Linked DNA regions of Sus scrofa: region 1 is linked to region 2. A link is a contact called in public HiChIP or PLAC-seq data. All regions are on one chromosome and are shown on one strand. The core of a region is the stretch at or near the end of the contact, and the rest is flanking DNA. Distances in the headings are between cores, read along the strand shown. Region 1 has its middle 100 kb from the start of KLHL29. Region 2 overlaps LOC102165540 (a long non-coding RNA gene).

Region 1 (3,587 bases), core at 793-3,292, 160 kb after region 2:
CTGGGCTCTGTGTGGAAGCCAGGGCTCAGAGGGGCTGAGGAAGCAGGAGATGCTACACTGCCCTGGACGCGTAAGAGGCTCCCAGGGACACGGCAGGGCCACAGCTGCCGAGTCACGGTGATAGATGTTCGCGGCTCACGGGTAGGAGCTCGTGGGGCCCCGGTGCCAGGGCGGCCACGCGGCTGGCAGGTCAGTGGGCCAAGCATCACATTTCAGCAACTTGATCTCAGCACAGGAATGAGGGGAAACACACCCGCCGGGCGTTTGTGGTCTTCAGCTGGCAGAGTGGCTGGGGGCCAGCGGGGGCCAGGCGGTATGGGGAATCTCTCCGATTCTGTCTGTTCCGTTGCTTTGTTGGCCTTACCAACTTTTCCAGAACAGGCAATACTGTGTGTCCCTCCCAAGACCCAGTTAAAAAAAAAAAAAAAACCCTCCTTAAAAGTCAGAGCATCTAGCATCTAAAAGGGCTTCTCAGGGAGAGAAGCACACTTGGGATGAAAACATTCTGGGAGAAGAGAGGCCTCCCAGTTTCCTTGCCTCTCGGCAAAAGAATTACGCATTTTCCAAGATGGGGAGTCAGGGGTGGGAAGCAGGCAATTTATATTCACTAGAGATCTTATTTGGAAGCAATTTTACTCCCTATAATTTTTTACTCAAACCCTCTCAGACTGGTTCTCAGCTGGGCGAGTTAGTGATCTCCAAAATGTGCTGACATTCTGGCCCATAAGAATACATACCATTACTTTTAATGAGTGGGATTTGTTTTTAAAAGATTTCCCGGAACCAGCGGAGTGCCCAGGTGCAGCCACGTTGCTGGGCCTGGGGACAGGAGGCCGAACACGTGGCTTAAGGGTGTCAGGAGCTAAATATTCCGTCTAGACACAGAGGAGGGGTTGAGGGCCAGAGGAGTCCGGGCTCAGGGAACTGCTGAAGGCCCAGCCTGCACCCCAAAGAAAAAAGCTCTGCCTTTGTTCTGCTGCCCACTTGTCCCAGAGCCTGGCCCTGCAGGAGGGCAGAGGAGACCTCTGGGGCTCGGCCCGGAGAATTCCTCTCTTCTTCTCTCGCTTCCTCCTCCGCCTCGTGGCTTCAGCTCATGACATTTCTGTTCGATGCTGTCAGCGCCTTGGTTTGAGGAGAATGTCTCTGTACCCAGGTCCCTTGGCCAAGAAGAAATGGTGCCCAGAGCCTGCTGGCATCTGCTCTGGCCTGTCTCCCTGCCTCCCCCGCATGACCAGCAGACAAGAAACAACAGTTCCTTCTCCCAGGCAATGGGCCAGGCCCCGGACCCCAGTCCTAAGCTGCCGTGTCTGGCTCAGCCTCGGCAGCCTGGTCGGGGCAAGTCAGGGTCAGAACCAGCTTGCCTCACTCCTCCGAAACTTAGCGATCAAACAGCCCCGAGCCCCGGCCCCTGCCCCTACCGAGAGGCAGGCCTGCAGAGCCAGGGCCCACCGGCTATTTTTAGAAAGCTATCAGGTGTGCAGGACACCCAGTTGCTTTTTTTCCACCTGTTTGGGGTCATTATAGGGATCCTGTGTCTTTGCCACAGGCCCTCGCTCTTCTGCCGTGACAGTCTCACTGCGGCCGGGGCAGCCACTGAGCTCCTTCCTGATGTAACCCAGCCATCTCTCCGGCCTTGCCCGGCCGAGGCAAGTGAGTCTTTGGGCCCCTGGTCATCTTGTCATGGGAAGCAGAGATGCTAGACATTAGTGCCTGGCCTCCTCTGCTTCCTTGAGAGGGAATTTTCAAAGGTCAGAAAGGGCAGTCAGGTCAGGAAGACTCTCGAATTGGGATCCCACCCTGAGGAGTGGTGGTGGATTGAGCAGCAGGCCCAGCATCCCTGTTCTACCAGGAAGGTGCCCAGTGAGTGCAGTGAAGCAGGGGCAAGCCCTGTGCACCATGGGCTTCCTTGCCAACAGATGCAGGGAGCCGGGGGCATTCAGAGGAAGGGCCTCTGAATGAAGGACAGGCGGGGCTGGACTGGGGAAGGCAGGAAGGGACATGTCATAGGCAGGGGGAAGCTCATGAGCCGGATAATCCAAGCTGCGACAATGAGGCTGGCGCAGGGACCTCTGCAGGGGCAGAGGGACAAGAGCCTGGAGAGAGTGCGAGCTGGTGCCAGGTGCGAAAAGCTTGGAATGCCAGGTGAGGTGTTTGGACCTGATCTGATGGAGCAAAGCAACTGAGGGTCAGAGGAGGGAGAGACAGGCGGGCATGCCAGTGTGCTGGCCAGCTCTGCGCCCTGCCTCTGGGATGACGTGGGGTCCTCCCAGGCATAGAGCAGCAGCAGCCACCGCCTTGGGGCAGCATCTTCGTGGCCCCACCCCATGCACAAGTCCCGCAGGTGGGGTGAGCTGGGGCTGGCTCAGTGGCTCCCAAGATCCCAGTGTTGAAGGCTGTTCCCAGCCCCGTGTTCAGGGACATCCTATTGGTAGCTTGAAATCTGAAGTGGGAATACTTTCTACAACAGAGATTGGCAAATGCTGAGAATCAGGGTCTGGCTGGGTTTGTGTGTTTGTCTTGTCCGCCAGCACAGCCAGAGCCAGCTGTTACACTTTTACCAGTGCAGCCCTGGGTGACGTGGAGCCCCTGAAGGGGTTTAGGCTGAGGAGGAAGCATGGATCAGCCGTGACCCCCCTGAACTGGGAGAGGGCATTTGTGGACGTGGGTGATAGATACCCCCTTCCTTGTTGAGGAGGCTGGAGGGTGCGGGGGGGGCCTCCTCCAGGGGAGTTGAGCCGTCGTCACCATTTGTTGGCTGATTCTCAAAACAAGCTCTGTAGCCTGGACTAGGAAACTTGGACCCTCCTCTCCCGGAGGAAACTCACACTTCCTCAATTGTCCGTAGTTCTCCAGCTGCATGCTGGCCCTGCGTGAGAGCCGGATGCAGAGGGACTGGCCTTTCCAAGTGGGCAGAGATGCTCTCAGGTGGAGAATGCATCTGAGTGGGGCTTGCTTTCTCAGCAGTGGGTCTGGTTTGTCTCGACTGCACTGAGAAGCCGCAGGATTTGTTCAGTGCTTCAGAGGCACAGAGCACTTAGCCCTAAGGCTCCTCCCCACAAGCTTGTAAAATACACATGGAAGATGTAAAATCCCATTTCAGAGGTAAGGAGACTGAGGGCCAATTGGTAGACCCCAGACCTCACCTCTCCTCCTGGGACCTTCCATCCCAAACTGGCTTCCTGAGCCAAGGACTTTGGATGGTTCATCCCGAGTGAGCTCAGTGTCAGGAGCAGCCCAGCCTCCTCCAGGAGATCAGGTCCAAGACCTGACCCCAGAGACCCCATCACCACCATTCCTCAAGGACTTGCCTTTTCCAAATGGGCATTAGTGCTGGCAATGAATACACTGCTGCTTTTGTTGCTCTTTTGGGAAAAGAAAAACCTGGCTTCTTAGAGCTGTTGTATTTTATTTTTCTGTAAAGAGGAAATTAATTTTAGTCTTTCTTTTTGGTTTAAAATGTTGTTCTTTGCTTTTTCCGCCCCACAATTTAAAAGGAAACATTTGTCTGTTGAGAAAAGAAATGATAATTATAGACTAAAAATTGTTTCTATTCTGATTTGAAAAACTGACAAAAAAAAAAAAATCCA
Region 2 (3,301 bases), core at 111-2,610:
TCTGAGCCATGTCTATAACCTACTCCACAGCTATGGCAAGGCTGGATCCTTAATGCCAAGGCTGGATCCTTAATGCCAATGCCTTAACCTGCTGAGCCACAATAGGAACTCTTGAGGGTTCTTTTAAAAAGGAGGAAACTGAGATATAGGGAGGCAAAGTCCCTTACCCACTTCATAAAGCCTAGAGTAAGTGGCAGGGCTGAGGTCTGAGCCCAGCCCTGACCGTCTCCTAGTCTGCATGTTATAACAGTGTCTCATTCTCAACACACTCTATCCTAAAGATTTGGGGCTGCCTTGCCCACAAAGCTTTGAGTGCTGCAAAGCTACAGACTGTGCCTCTTTTGTTCACTGCTGTGTCCTCGGCTAGGGTATCGAGTAGTGTCTCACTAAATATTTATTGAATGAATGAATGAATTCTGTCTACTTTAGGAGGTGATAAAGGAAATGGAAACAAATGTGTTTCAATGGTGCTTAAATTAGATCTATAGGAAAGAAAAAGATGCTTGAAGTACAGTTTTTAGCAACTCAATTAATTGGGATCTAAACAGGAAAGTTGTAAGCCCTCCAAGTATTCACACACAGGGGATTTAATAACACCTATTGGTACTGCATGTGAGAAAAGAGGCTGGGAAAACAACAGGGGATGGTAGGGGACCCTTGAGATGAATGCAGCAAGAAACTTTGGCCACTCTTCGGCTGGAGAGATAAAGAAAAGCCACAGGGTTACCTGAGCGGGTAACAGTAGACACAGAAAACCACAGCAAGCCCGTCCACAAGGAGCTGGAGCCATGGAATTTGCAGCCTCTGCCAAGGACTTAATCAACCCAAGGCAAAGAGAAAGAGAGAGAAATATGCTGGCTTCTTCCTTCTTCTTGCCCTAAGTTTCCTTCCAGTGCTTCTCATTGGTCAAACTCAGCCAAGAGCCTGCTGACAGGGAAGCCTGGAGGAGCAGCCAGCATTGCGTCCCATGACCCAGAGCTGAGCGGGGGAAGGGAGGACAGGCTCAGATGCAGTTCAGGACTGATTCTAAAGTGAAGATTTTAAAGCTACTACTGGGCAAAGAATGGGTCTGATTTTTCCAGACATTTCTTCCAAGACAGCATATTCAGAAAGAAGAGAAGGGACACATTTTGAACAAGCCTGAGAGGCAAGCACCTGTAGATTTGAAATTCCTGGCTGCAATAGCTGACTGATGCAGGTCTGGGAGACTGGGAGTGGTGTAAGAGGTTTCTCTCATTCTTCTGATCACACTGGGGTGCAGCTCCTGGGAAGGCCCACTGCCCAGGGCACCTACCTGTCCAAGAACACAGCCCCAGACCAGTCCATTCATCCCCCATGCTCCAGAGAGGACTGGCCCAGAGCCAAGATACTGGCTGACTTAGGAAGTGAGCTCTGCAGTCTGAGTGAGATCCACCCCTCAGTCTAAGTGTCTGATTGTTCTACCAAGGATTTTCCAAACCAAGGGATAGAAGGCAGATTGACCATCAGAGCTGGAAGGATCCTGTGAGCTTGCCTGGTCCTATCCAATCCTCACCCCTGCTTCATATTCCAAATGAAGAAACTGAGGGCCAAGGGTTGAAAGGCTTGCCCATGGCCACATAGCAATGTAACAGTAGATTCAGTATCAGCTCAGGTCAGGGTTCCCAGAAGGGTGGAAAGAGGCATGGTGGGTGGGGGTGTGTGTGTGCAGTTTGAAATGGAATGCCTCACAATATGAAGTGAAAGATGGAAAACTTTATTTCATAAAGAATCGGTATTGTAGTAAACTGAGTGATATGATTGAGAAAGATCATGCTTGGCACATTAATATCAATTTCAAAATACTTACAAAATAGTTAATATTTAGAAACTATATTAAACAGAGCTTAATAATTTATTATCAATGCTGTTGAAGATGCCAAAAGACCTTGCCAGCCCTCAGTTGGGGAAGCCTCAAAGAAATACAGGAGATAGAGCTAAATGTGCAATGGCCTGAGGACATGTCCTGGAAACCACTTTCAAAAATAAATATCTGGAGATGTTGGCTTCTGTCTTTGACAGAGTAGCTTGTATCAGGTTAACCATCCTGCTGAGAGCAACTATAAAAGCTAAATATATTGCAGAAAACAGCTGTTTGGAGTCATAGGAGAGTAACAAAAGCAGCCAGGACTTTAGGGGCCAAGATTCTGGAGAAAAGGGAAATGCAGTAAGTAAACCCTAAATGCCCCTCATGTTTTCACTTCAGGGCATTTGCCAGTTCCCAAGGGGCATCACTGAGACAGAGAAGTCATATAAGCCTAGAACCTCATTGGCCCTGCTAGACTGAGAAAACACAAATTGGAATCCAAAGCTACCAAAGAAGCCAGAACTTAGGGAACTGCAGATCTGGGAGCAAAGGGCCCTATAGAAATAAGTTGGGCATTCCAAATTTGAATTCCCCTTATGGAATTTTCTCATTCCTAAGTTTCCACGTGATAGGCAAGAGGCCAAGAAACTAAGGAGTAAACAGCTTCTAAAATGCTGAGAAACCCATCAGAGTGTGAGCAATCTCAAAGTTCTAGAGACAAAAAATATTGAAGTTTGGGGCCCAACAAGGAGGAGAGCTTTTGGTAAATAACATAGATTTTCATTGAGATAGCTAAAGGATTATACACTAGGAGAAAAGATAGAGACTAGCCCTCACAAAGCTCAAAATCCAGTCTCAAAATTTCTCAGTTTCTAATAAGATCAAGGTGATTTGCCCACTCTTCAACTGTCTACTCATGGGGAAAAAAAATCCTCTCTAAAGGAAGGTAACATCATCCAGGGCCTTGACAATTTTTCATTCACAATAGCCAGCGTTTACTCAAAATTACCCAGCAATCCAGGAAACACGAAATAGACCAATTTTTAAAAGCCTAAGACTTTAGAAAGATACATTAAGGTGACCAAGATACTGTAATTATCAAAGACTTTAACAACCTAGGGTTCATATGTTCAAACAAATACATGAAAAGATTTAAAACTGAAATCTATTTTAAAAGAAACAAGGAGAAATTCTAGAACCAAAAAATATGATAGCAAAAATTAAGGATTCAATGAATAGGTTATAGATAGGTTTAATAGCAGATTAGACACAGAAGAAAAAGGAATTAGTAAATTGGAAAATAAGTCCATAGAAAAATAACCAAATTGAAGCAGGAAAGAAAAGATTAAACTCATACATAGACACATACATACACACACAAAGAGAGATGGAGAGAATTTTTAAAAAGAAAAAAAATAAGAGACACAGTGAAAAGAACCACTATGGAATTCGAATCCCAGAGAGAGGAGAGGAAAT

What was found. HiChIP or PLAC-seq counts read pairs in DNA pulled down with a chosen protein or histone mark.
Region 1: a contact with region 2 is called in an H3K27ac HiChIP or PLAC-seq map of skeletal muscle. The contact joins two enhancer-like sites. A contact is called at or near these places in 2 of 2 datasets of contacts at active chromatin or transcription factors (alveolar macrophages and skeletal muscle).

Annotation. Positions count from the first base shown.
Region 1 is chr3:115,039,311-115,042,897 of Sscrofa11.1, reverse strand. No RefSeq gene overlaps it. Among named protein-coding and RNA genes, the nearest start is that of KLHL29, 100 kb to the right of the region's middle. Within about 2 kb of position 2,042, at least 19 of the 83 cell types and tissues checked have an H3K27ac peak or open chromatin away from gene starts, as enhancers often do. A contact at or near this core is called in skeletal muscle, where this site is marked.
Region 2 is chr3:115,197,235-115,200,535 of Sscrofa11.1, reverse strand. The region is part of intron 1 of LOC102165540 (a long non-coding RNA gene); the gene reads right to left. Among named protein-coding and RNA genes, the nearest start is that of KLHL29, 260 kb to the right of the region's middle. Within about 2 kb of position 1,360, at least 11 of the 83 cell types and tissues checked have an H3K27ac peak or open chromatin away from gene starts, as enhancers often do. A contact at or near this core is called in skeletal muscle, where this site is marked.